Regions from separate parts of the Mus musculus genome. Here all the other regions are linked to region 3. The links are chromatin contacts, called in public HiChIP or PLAC-seq and promoter capture Hi-C maps. All regions are on one chromosome and are shown on one strand. The core of a region is the stretch at or near the end of the contact, and the rest is flanking DNA. Distances in the headings are between cores, read along the strand shown.

Region 1 (2,700 bases), core at 194-2,693, 220 kb before region 3:
GATGGGTACTTTGCCAGCTCACACCGTTCTGCTGTGTCCCACCCCCTGGCTTGCCCAGGTGCTTAGTGTGGTCACCTTGTCAAACTTGAAGAGGCTTTCAAGGAAGCGGCCTGGGTCTTGCAGCAACCCCTTGCCTGGCTCCCAGTAGTCATCCACTTTGGAGCCTGGCTTCTCTCCTGGTACCTTCTTGGGCTTGATGCCCTTCATGATGCACACAGCTTCAATGACCAGCTTCACTCCTGGGGGTGGGCGCTGCATGGCACGCACCTATGGGCCATGCCAAGAGGTATAGAAGGGGAAAGTCCTACCCTTGGGCAAGGTGGGCCCTACCAACCAAGTCTTCACTGCCACAGGACCTAGGGCGTTGGGACTGCCTGGTTTTGGCACCAGGAAAGTGGGACAAGCAACGAGGATCTGGCCCTCATTCTGTTCCCCCCTGTTGGTACACAGTCACCAAAAGATGTGCACAAGGTGGGCCTGGGGACACCATTAGGACCTAAGAGGACACAGAAAGGGATATGACAGTGAGTGTGAGGAGACGCCTGGCTGCTCACCTCTGTCACATCATTCTTGTTGAGGTTTCGAAGGCTGGCCAGGGCTGCATCCAGGGCTGGGAGGGCCTCATCGAGATCCTTCTGAGCATCATCAGCAATAGCTTGGGCCTTGTTGGCCTTCTCGTTGGCCTTAATCTCCTCTGCCTGCACTGATTTCCGGGTCTCCTCAGCTATGGCTGTGTCCACCTGGGGATGGAAAACAGGGCATCCAGTGAGTGGCCAGCAGCAAGGGCAGGAATACCAACCCCCCTCTTTCTGAGGGTTTAGATTTCCACCTTTTCTAAGGGCCTCTTAGTTGCAATAGGTTGCTGAGACCCAGGAAGTCTAGGAGATCCTCCCACACATCTCCAGGGCCACAACAAGGCTTAGGAGTTTCCAGGTTTGGGCATTCCAGCCCTACAGGCCCACGTTGCTATCTGTGCACGATGCAAAGATGCACCTCCCCATTTCTTCAGGGAACATTTTGTAATACTCTGACTCGGTAGACCAGGACCCTTGAATAGTGGCAGAAAGCTGTCATGCTAATGGTGGTCTGTGTTGGGAGGACCGAACCCTCGATGTAAACCCTGATTCTGGGCAGCATCTGCACGCCTGCTTGTGCCAGTTCTGTTGCTCAGTCTGAGCTGTGACATCATCAATGCCTGGCCTTTTTGGACTCATCTGCCTCGCTCTTCATAGATGCCCGGCCAAAGGAGTGCCTCCTGGCTTAACCTGCCTAAGTTACCTGCCAGGTAAATGAGCGCCCGCCCAGTGAATGAGGGAACGGAAGTGTGAAAGCCAGGGGCTAGCCATTCCCTGTTTGAGATGTTGAGCATCCTCACATAGGACCAGGAGGTGGGCTCAGGAGTTCTCTGTGAGCCGCCCAACCTTGATCTGTTCCATGGTGAGCATGGTGTCCTTGGCAGCTTCTTCCAGCAGGGGGCGCATAATCTCCAGCTCCTCCTGCATCTTGGCCACATCCTCAGAAGTGCGCAACAGCTGAGTTTGAGAGCAGAGAAAAACAAAACAAAACACGAAACAAAACAAAACAAAACAGAACAAAACAAAACAAAACAAAAACCAGGTGTTACAGGGACTAGAGAGACCCCAGGCCTTAGGGTTCTGAGGATAGGGCCCTGCTGAATAGTCCCCGTGTGGCCCCCAGGTTGCTCAGTGGTTTCTAGAGGAGGCCACCTCACTCCCTCAGAACTTGGGGGTGTCTCTGCTTGCTCTCACCCTTCACTGATAATTTTTATTTTTTCACTGAGAAGGAAGTCACCCTTTTCAGCACTTTGGGCTGTACAGTTTGAAATGCCAGGCCACCCTGACATCAAAGACTGCTGAGACGCAGCCCAGGTAGCTAGCCACTGTCCTCGGGCCTTCCTCAGCCCTACCTTGTCAAGGCCACTCTTCATGCGGTTTTTGGCTGTCTTCAGTTCCATTTTCTTCTGCCCAATGAGGATGGAGAAAATATTGAGCAGCTCCAAATAGCTCTTGGGGGTCACATAGTTGTGGCGGGCCAGCTCTGCGAGGTACTCAACACATTTGCTGGCCACTGACTGGTGGATAAATACGCAAACCTGAATCTGTGGAGGTGGAGATCATGGGTACTTGTAGCACTTCAGCAAAGACCAGGTACCAGGTACCCACAAAGCCACCGTGTCCTGGTCCTGAGGAAAGGGTCACTTCACAATTTTACCTCAAATAAATAGTTTCCTAAGATCCTCATGACCTCCAGGCCCAGGTAACCCCCCTCCTTATTTTTAAAGATTTATTTTATTTTATTTATATGAGCACACTGTAGCTGTCTTCAGACACACACCAGAAAAGGACATCGGATCCCATTATAGATGGTTGTGAACCACCATGTGGTTGCTGGGAATTGAACTCAGGACCTCTGGAAGAGCAGTGAGTGCTCTTAACCACTGAGCCATCTCTCCAGCCCTTAGGCAACCTTTTATGTAGATGAAAAGCCCAAGGCCCATACTAGTCAAGAACAGACCTGGCCTTGACCGTGGACCCAGGTGTCTCCCAGCCATGGTCCAGGGCCCTTGGCACAGCTCCATGAGCTGCTTCCCTCTGAAAGGCCTAAGATGGTGTCCCCTCAGAGGTTGGGTCTAAGCCAGGGAAACATTGGCTTCATCTTAGCTCTTGGACCTCAGAGGTC
Region 2 (2,700 bases), core at 201-2,700, 150 kb after region 3:
TGTGTGTGTGTGAGAGAGAGAGAGAGAGAGAGACAGAGAGACAGAGAGACAGAGAGACAGAGAGACAGAGAGAGAGAGCGCCTGTCTGTGTGTGTGTGTAGGTCCAAAACAATTTAACTCAGCCTGTGTGTGTGTGTGTAGGTCCAAGGACAACATGAATCATAAATCAGAAACCGCCTTCATTTTTCCATACAGGCCCTGGAGATTACACTCAGGTTATGAGGTTACGTGGCTTTGTAGAACTTCACTGAACCACTTCATCTGCACCAGATACTTGATATTTTTGCCTGGATTGCTAAGAGAGGGTAATCCTGGGCTGCCAGAGAAAATACTTTAAGTGGGTTCATAAAATGTCCTTTGGTTTTCCCTCTCCCAGGTAAGACCCCAAAGGAGGGAGGCATAATGCTGAGGGAAAGCACCAAACTGGGGTTTGAGAGCCCTGAGTTCCAATGACGGCACTGCCGTCTATAATGTCTTCCACTTTATGTTGCATGAGTCCTGGCCTTCAATCACTAATCACTCTCTGACACCTGTCATGTACAGGAACTACATCAGATGCTGGCAATACACTTACCTAGCGATGAATCAATATGCCTTCTCTGCTAGAACTAACAGTCTAGTAGTGAAGTAAGACTACCCCTTTCGATTCTGATATTTGGATGTGGCAGAGTACACTACGGTAGAAAGGTATAAGCATAGCTCCAAACTCAGAATACCTGAGTTCAAATGCCACTACCAAATGACTCGCGTTGGGCAAGTTTAACTTAGTCTCTCTCTTCTCATTTTCCTGTCAAGGAGGATTAACAGTGGTACGTGCAATGCTTTAGAAACGATGGGACGCTGTGTGCATCGAATGGCTGCCATTTGGTCCCTGTGTCAAGACTCACCGCTTGCTCATTCCGCATCCCAATGTACTTGATGCCCAGTTCCTGGGCAGCAAGGGCGATTTCGGTCACGGGGATGCCTACGACACCGAACATGTACTCCACATCCTGAGGGTAGGAGGGAAAAGGGGCAACAAACAACTATCATCAGGTGACCCAGCCTTCTTGCCCTCCCGGGGGGTCCAAAGGAAAGACCTACAGGACCCCCGCCCCCGCCTCCTTGCCCTCCGTCTCTAGGACAACGCGAGGTCCCCGTCTGCTTCTGTAGAGCCTTTCACACCCGAGGGATCCATCGTACTTGAGTTTTTAGAGCCTGGGCGATGACTTTAGCACCAGACACCTGCTCCTCGCTTCTGTCGCTACCCTCTGCGGAGTTACTTTCTGGCATCTTCCACCTAAAGTTACTTCAAGGCACTCTCGCAGCTCACAGCTTCACTAGCCTAAGAGTTGTTGTTGGTGACACCCGCTTCTGACAGACAGGAGGGCAGCCCAACGGATTTAAGCAAAGGGGAGAAGGGGCGGGACAAGAAGTCAGTCCTTGGTGAGGCGATCATGTAAGCACGCCCATTCTCCAGTCAGTCTTTTCCGGACTCCGCCATCAGCAGGAGGCGGGACGAGCCGGAGGCCGCGTCCTATGCGAAGCAGGTAAGAAACCCAATCTCTGAGGATGCTCGCCTTGGTTTTGTCCTCCACTAGGGTAGCGATACAGCTCAGTCCGGTATGGAGGGGATGGCACATCTGGAGGGTGACTGCAGAGACCAGGCGAGGAGGGGGCGTGGCCCCACCGCGCCTCCCCGCCCTCGCCGGGGCTTCCCGCTGATTGGAGGCAAGCTACGCAAAGGCTGCTGGGACGCGGGTAACTTGGAGAGTGTAAAGTTGGAAAAAAAACAGGCTTTTGGGTACAGTGTCGTGCTCCTGTGCCCTCTGATTTTATAACTCTGTGGTTTTGCACCCCACATCATGTGCACGTTCCAGAAGTCTGTGAGCAGAGGTGTATTCTTAATCAGAGATGACACCAAAATTGCTCAAGAGATAAACTTATTAACACCGTAGCTGCTCCTGCCCTCTGCCTGGTTTATATTTACTTATTTTGTTCCAGTTGGGTATCACTAAGGTCTGTTAGAGCCATTGCTTAATAATTAATGTATGATTGCTTAACTTTTACCAAAGTAATAGTGTTGGTTTTCTACTTACTGGTTCATGGATTAGCCTGCTTGACCCCTGGCATCGCGTGCTTTGTAGACATTAGTGGATTCTTGGCCCCTTAACACCGATTGCTTTCTCAGAATTACTGGCAGAACACTTTATGAAGGGCAAACTGGACCCTGATGGGAACAAATCACTGTGATTCAGATCGAATGGGCTTTTGTTTGTTTGTTTGTTGGTTGGTTGGTTGGTTGGTTTATATTTATTAAGGATCAGTCTTCAACTGGCCATTTTTGCCATTTGGCAAAGAGAAAACTCATTGAGCTGGTTATTGCCTTCGCCTAGCAGTTCAAGGTACAGCGGGCCTTGCTTCCCTTGCCTGTAGAGATTAAGCAGAAGTGACGTGACTGTCTTCCAAGTGCAAAGTCACTGCTGTTCCATCCAACTTCAGTGTAAGGATCCCAGGCGCTGTAATTTATACAGAGCACTCTGTGTGGACTTGGAATATGTTAATCATACTCCCTGTTATTTTTGTTGGCAGTATGCTTAAAATGTTATTTGTTATTTTGGTGAGATTTGGCATCGTAGCGCCAGATGTGGTGGCTCACATCTGTAATCCCAGCACTTGGAGGCAGGAGCATGTCGACTTCTGCGAGTCTGAGACCAGCCT
Region 3 (2,700 bases), core at 15-2,514:
TGCTAAGAATCCTTGCTTGCAGTCCTTTCCTTTGGAAAGAAGCCATTGTAGTTGCCGGAAACACATTCAATGCTGCTATAGGTCCTCTGTTCTTCAACCATCTGAACAAACGATGCTGAGATTGTAGACACTGGAGTTTCTCTGATGCAGTTTCCCCAGGTGACTTTCCAGCTCCAACAGGATACGATGCTACTTAGGAAAGAGAAAGGGGGGGAGGGGGTTGACTGATTGATTCTGACTAGTGATTCTCTAACAACCTGCCTGCTTCTCTCCCCATCCTGTTCATCTGAGCCAGGGGCTGTCCCTGAAGCCCAGCCTGTCCCTTGAATGTACTTCCTCTTGCCTCATCCTCCCAACTCGGGTGACCAGGGCCTCATCAAGCTAGATCGTTCTTTATTATTTCTAGAGCTTGGATTCTAAACGAGTCCAAGACTCGGGGAGAGGTTCCCGGAGGGCTCTTTAAGGCTCCGGGGTCAATTCACTTAACACTCCCGAGATGCTGACTCTGCCCAACACCCTGCCGGGGTCTGGAGAGGTCATAAAGACCAAGACAGTCTCTACTGCATAGAGCTTACTACACTCAGAGACCAGAACTCTCACGGACCGGACTCCCAATTCAAATCAGATGAGCCAAGTACTACAAGAAATAGGTTTACTTAGGGCAAAGGGACGCATCCACGAGTTGACTGAGAAAATGTGAGAAAAAAAAATTCTCATCAACGTTCAGTGCCCGTGGGAAACGTGACTTCAAAACAACGGCAACAACCGCCCTAACCGAAAGCGGGTAGACGATTGCCTAACAGACACGGGATCGCGGGGGGGCTAAGGAGGTGACGGAGCTGATCCGGAGAGGCCGGGGTTTCTGATCGTACCCATAAACTGAAGGAAGCGTCGTCGGCCAGGAGAACTGAAATCCTCTCATCGCAACCATGGAGCGAAGTAGGGGGAAGGGTGACTGAGGTCCCGAGAACCGTCATCGCTCTCTGAACCCTCGGATAAAGCAGGCCGCTAGGGTCTCGGGCATGTCCAGGGACACTCATACCTACATTCAAACTCGCGTCCACTCAGTTCCCCACGCTCTGAGCTCCCAGGGTCCCCAGCAAAGAACAGGTCAGGGCGCACTCACCCGTCAGTCAAGCCCAGGCGTCGGCAGCAGAATCTTCTAGCTGACCTGGGCTCCTCCTTAGACCAGAAAACTGTGGGCTGCAGCAGTCCCGGAGAACTCTCTCTCCATGGCACTGCCCCCGCTATTTCCGTTGGGGAGACGGAAGTCCCTCCCCAATGCCGGAAGTGCAGCGGCCTTACTTCCGCAGAGTCTCTCGAGACGCGGAGTAGATTGGTTTCCGGCCCCGGGTGGGCGCGGACTTGGTTCAGTGCGCGCTCCGGAGCGGTGTCCCGGGAGCGCGGTCCTGCGGGCCGCTTGCGCGGGGATCCGGGGGGACTGCGGCCGCGCGAGGAGAGCTCCAATCCGGGTGCCGGGCAAGTGCAAGGCCATGAACGGCACGGCGAACCCGCTGCTGGACCGGGAGGAACACTGTCTGCGGCTAGGGGAAAGCTTCGAGAAGCGGCCGCGGGCCTCCTTCCACACGATTCGCTGTGAGTGAGCGCCCCTCCAGGTTCACTTGGGGCTCCCTGGCCGCCACGTGCAAGCCCAGACTCCCCTGGCTAATCCCGGCTCGAAAGCGTCGCTTTCCTTACCTCTCATCCCTTAGCCTCTGGAACTTCGATCTGCTCTTTTACTTTGAAATCTCTTCTCCCAAACCAAACCTCTGATTGCTGCCAACTATTCTTTTACTTTACAGTCTCAAATACCACTTCAGAAAGTCATAGCCCCTTTATTTCAAATTCCCCTTCCCAGCCCTTAAGCCAAACTTTTCTCCTTTAGTAGCGATGCCCATTTCTCCTCCCTTGTGTCCCCGTTCTCTTTGTCGAATTCTTCCATCAGGGCTCTTGCCCTGGAAAAGTCTTCCGTTTGCTACGAGTGTCGTTTACTTCATTCCTTCCCTTGCTCCTTTCCCCTTGCTCTTGGTCTCCTCCACAGCCAGGGAACCTGCATTCTTCGTGCCACCCATAAGGTTTCTTCTTCCTCTCTGCTTATGACACTGATTTTGTTGTTGTTGCTGTTCGAGACAGTCTTACTAGTGATGCTGGCCTAGAAATTACTATATAATTCAGGCCAGCGCTGAACATGCTGCAGTCCTCCTACCTCAGCTTCTGTGGTGCTGAAAATATGGACCTGATCCACCATACCTAGCTAGATTAATGTCACCTACTTCACCTTAACTTCTGGGCCAACTCACTTGTGGGTGAAGAATAAAATTAGAGTTTGTGCATCTGGCATAAATTAAAGCCTGATCTATGTTTGGAAAATGAAGAAGGCAGCATAAGGAATGTGGAAAGAGTCATTATGTTGGGCCCTTTCCTACGTGATTATAGACTCTGAAAGGGGTATTGCCACTGTGTGTCCTGAGTCAGGACATGGCTGACCAAACCAAGCACATCCCTGTGAATCACAGGCGTCGGGTTTCCGGTAGCGTTAGTGTGGGTTAAGACCTGCTTTGTCATGGGAGCTAATCGATGTGACTCAACACACAGGCAGGGGGGTGTGTTAGATATTAAAGTCCCATCTCTGTGTGGCCTCTTGTCACATAGCTGCATCTGTGCTTTGCACCCACAGCAGACTCAGCTGTTGCAGAGAGA
Region 4 (2,700 bases), core at 106-2,605, 190 kb after region 3:
TCATAAATTGCTAGATTTAAGAATAGCCATGACGCCGGGCGTGGTGGCGCACGCCTTTAATCCCAGCACTCAGGAGGCAGAGGCAGGCGGATTTCTGAGTTCGAGGCCAGCCTGGTCTACAAAGTGAGTTCCAGGACAGCCAGGACTATACAGAGAAACCCTGTCTCAAAAACCCCAAAAAAAAAAAAAAAAAAAAAAAAAAAGAATAGCCATGACAAGGCCTGCCTAAGCATGCTGCAGGAGAGAGACTCTTCCTGTGTTGGGCAATGTCCTGGCCCAGAGCTATCCCACATAGCTCAGATGGTCTCAGAGGCACAGGAGATCCTGCCTGTGGGTGAGTGGAGGGGTGCTTAGGGGAGTCCCCAGAGCAGCCTGGCAATTTCTCTGGGCATGAAGTTTATGAGCCTTCAGCAATTTCTCTGGGCATGAAGTTTATGAGCCTTCAAGCAGACAAAGGACACCAGGGGACCGAGGACATAACCTGCATGGCAACAGAGATGAGCAGAGGTGTCACTGTGCTCAAGGCAAGCAACAGTGCATCTAACCAAGTGCTGGTCAGCCCAGAATGTGTGTCAGCCCTTTCAAAAGCTCTTCTCTGGTTAATGATGGAGTCATCTTGCCCATACCTCTTACCTGAGTGATGCTACGCTGCCCCACACAGAGAAACAATAGTGTTTGGGAATGAAAGTGCCTGGTGTCAAAAGAATATTGCCAGGCCATTAAGCACAGCTTCTCAGTGTACCGCCTAGTGTTTTCTTGCCCATGCTTTGGCAACCCCCACCCCCATTTCCTAGATATCTGGATCATATCTTTGGGAGTCACAACTACTCCAGATCAGCTGCACCTGCCTTAGAAGGCAGTACTGCAGGCAAGACAGGGCTCAGAGCCCTGCAGCCCTGCCCTCAGCTGCTGCAGCTCTCAGTAACTCAGCAAGATGCAATGCTGGTGATTGGTGCAATGCAGGATTTGAGACTGGTCTATATGTGGGGCCTGTGATTGGTAGAACTGGAAACTGTACTGAGGTTGGTGCAAATACAGTCTACACCAGCGGGGGGGGGGGGGGGTAAGGCTCAAAAACCTTAATTTGTACACACACTCTCATCTTGAGTCAGCCTTGAGGAGCCTTCTCTGCCCTGTAGTGCTCCATTAGGCCAGGCTTTCACCCTCGGCTTCTGAGAACATGCTGAGGATACTAAAGCAGAGACATTCTGGGAAGAAGGGCACTCTGGGCCCAAGGGCTTCTGTGTACTTTGTCAGATATTTGTCGCACAGAAGGAATTGATCACTGATGTCTTTGAGGGTAGACTTGAAGCCACCTCAGGCTCCACCCTCCCTAACTTCCTTCCACAAAGGCATTTCCTTTAGTCAGACTCTTGCACAGTGAATGTGCGTTTTTGCAGACGCAGACCAAGGCAGTAGGTTTTAGATGACTTTTGAATGATTTTCATTCCCTGAAAAAACATAACGTCTTCTTTAGGAGAAGAGTGTCATAGCAGCAAAGTGTTTGGCAAGTCGCCTTTCAGGAGTGCTCCCTAACACCAGACCATGTCCCATCTCCTCTGCATGTGTCCCTCCTACCGATCTTCCATGATCCCTTCTCAAAAAAAAAAAAAAAAAAAAAAACAAGAAGCCCCCAAGCAACAGCAGCCAGAGAGATAAAAGAATAGGAAAAAATGTTAAATGTTCTCATTTTACAAACAAAACCCTCAAAACACTTGAAGTTCAGAGAAGTTAAATGACTAGTTTTAAAGTCACAAAGCCATCAACTCACTGAGTTCAGATTCTAGGCTGTCTATTATCTCATTTAATCCTTCCCATAAAATGCCAGGGCAGAGAAGAGAGCTAACCTTTACCCTGTGCGTGTTACACACCAGCCCCCTTCCACGCACTCTCACTTAATTCCCACCACGTCTGTAGCAGAGATGGCAGCACTGCTCGGAAACCCTGTACATCGCACACCACTATTGTTTCACAGCCAGGAAACAAAGGCAAGGAAAAGTGAAGAGATGGCCCTGTCAGGAGGCAACACTGTCACAGCCATTGGGAAAGGCTCTCTGCTTCAGCTCCCCTTCACAGAGGTCTGCTCGAAGCCCTGCCACTCACGGTGGGGTTCTGCGGGAATTCTACCTTCCTCTTGCCTGAACCCTACACCATGCTTTTCATGACTTGAGACACATATAAAACACAGTCAGGGTTAGCTGGACTCTAGCACTGAGACTCTGCAGCAATCGCTCTGATGGGCAGGATGGCTAAGGGATGGGCAGGCGCTGGTATGTCCAGGGTGGATACGCGGGGCGTGCGAATGACCCGTGTCCCCTGTGTCCCCTAGAGGGGCAGAGAGGGCGAGGAGCTGCTTTACCACACTAACCAGAACGGTGCACAGCTTCGGGACTTGAGAACTGCTTACTTCCTGATTTTGACATTTTCATTTTCTGGTCTACAGTGAAACCACAAAGGGGAGAACACCCTTTATCTGGCTTGGTAAGGTCTGTTGCCTATTTTCCACAAAGGGTTATTATAGATCTATTTTTAAATTAATATTCTATTTTCCAAATTCAGAGCCTTAACCTCTCTTTTCCAAGGCTTTAAAAAGAGTTTAACATTTTTTTGTTTTATTATTTGGGAATCTCACATGCACCCGTTATGCTTGCTTCCCCCATGTGAGCCCCCCTCACTGGTGACCCTCCACCTCCTAAAAAG

The links. Promoter capture Hi-C pulls out the DNA fragments that hold promoters and counts their contacts. HiChIP or PLAC-seq counts read pairs in DNA pulled down with a chosen protein or histone mark.
Region 1: an H3K4me3 HiChIP or PLAC-seq map of pro-B cells shows a contact between it and region 3, with 4 times the contacts expected there. The contact joins the enhancer-like site here to the promoter of Mettl6 in region 3. A contact is called at or near these places in 7 of 39 promoter capture datasets (the 3T3-L1 cell line, Sertoli cells, embryonic stem cells and 1 more), 1 of 15 datasets of contacts at CTCF or cohesin (large pre-B cells), 8 of 484 Hi-C or Micro-C datasets (the AML12 cell line, bone marrow-derived macrophages, differentiating embryonic stem cells and 5 more), 18 of 115 datasets of contacts at active chromatin or transcription factors (the NIH/3T3 cell line, the SCID.adh cell line, T-cell acute lymphoblastic leukemia and 13 more) and 5 of 9 other capture datasets (adipose tissue, embryonic stem cells, liver and 2 more).
Region 2: a promoter capture Hi-C map of neural stem cells shows a contact between it and region 3. The contact joins the promoter of Btd here to the promoter of Mettl6 in region 3. A contact is called at or near these places in 15 of 39 promoter capture datasets (the 3T3-L1 cell line, the C10 cell line, HPC-7-derived erythroid cells and 11 more), 1 of 15 datasets of contacts at CTCF or cohesin (large pre-B cells), 19 of 484 Hi-C or Micro-C datasets (B cells, CD4 T cells, CD8 T cells and 13 more), 21 of 115 datasets of contacts at active chromatin or transcription factors (the 230-238 cell line, DN3 thymocytes, the HPC-7 cell line and 15 more) and 4 of 9 other capture datasets (adipose tissue, liver, macrophages and 1 more).
Region 4: a promoter capture Hi-C map of pre-B cells shows a contact between it and region 3, with 2.1 times the contacts expected there. The contact joins the enhancer-like site here to the promoter of Mettl6 in region 3. A contact is called at or near these places in 2 of 39 promoter capture datasets (hippocampal neurons and pre-B cells), 1 of 484 Hi-C or Micro-C datasets (cerebellar granule neurons), 4 of 115 datasets of contacts at active chromatin or transcription factors (the 230-238 cell line, bone marrow-derived macrophages, effector CD8 T cells and 1 more) and 3 of 9 other capture datasets (adipose tissue, liver and pancreatic islet).

What each region holds. Positions count from the first base shown.
Region 1 is chr14:31,270,903-31,273,602 of GRCm38.p6, forward strand. Dnah1 (dynein, axonemal, heavy chain 1) reads right to left here. Exons shown (of 78, transcript NM_001033668.1): 53 at 1,928-2,119; 54 at 1,422-1,532; 55 at 555-740; 56 at 76-267. The region is part of intron 1 of Gm35823 (a long non-coding RNA gene); the gene reads left to right. Among named protein-coding and RNA genes, the nearest start is that of Gm35823, 4.3 kb to the left of the region's middle. Within about 2 kb of position 1,444, at least 8 of the 459 cell types and tissues checked have an H3K27ac peak or open chromatin away from gene starts, as enhancers often do. A contact at or near this core is called in pro-B cells and regulatory T cells, where this site is marked.
Region 2 is chr14:31,639,607-31,642,306 of GRCm38.p6, forward strand. It overlaps Btd (biotinidase), which reads left to right and starts at 1,451. Exons shown (of 4, transcript NM_025295.4): 1 at 1,451-1,529. The coding sequence starts at 1,519. Hacl1 (2-hydroxyacyl-CoA lyase 1) reads right to left here and starts at 1,359. Exons shown (of 17, transcript NM_019975.3): 1 at 1,183-1,359; 2 at 888-992. The coding sequence starts at 1,272.
Region 3 is chr14:31,493,776-31,496,475 of GRCm38.p6, forward strand. It overlaps Mettl6 (methyltransferase like 6), which reads right to left and starts at 1,265. Exons shown (of 6, transcript NM_025907.4): 1 at 1,127-1,265; 2 at 1-189. The coding sequence starts at 46. It overlaps Eaf1 (ELL associated factor 1), which reads left to right and starts at 1,304. Exons shown (of 6, transcript NM_028932.4): 1 at 1,304-1,596. The coding sequence starts at 1,494.
Region 4 is chr14:31,683,521-31,686,220 of GRCm38.p6, forward strand. No RefSeq gene overlaps it. Among named protein-coding and RNA genes, the nearest start is that of Btd, 44 kb to the left of the region's middle. Within about 2 kb of position 1,356, at least 113 of the 459 cell types and tissues checked have an H3K27ac peak or open chromatin away from gene starts, as enhancers often do. A contact at or near this core is called in the 230-238 cell line, bone marrow-derived macrophages, effector CD8 T cells and 1 more, where this site is marked.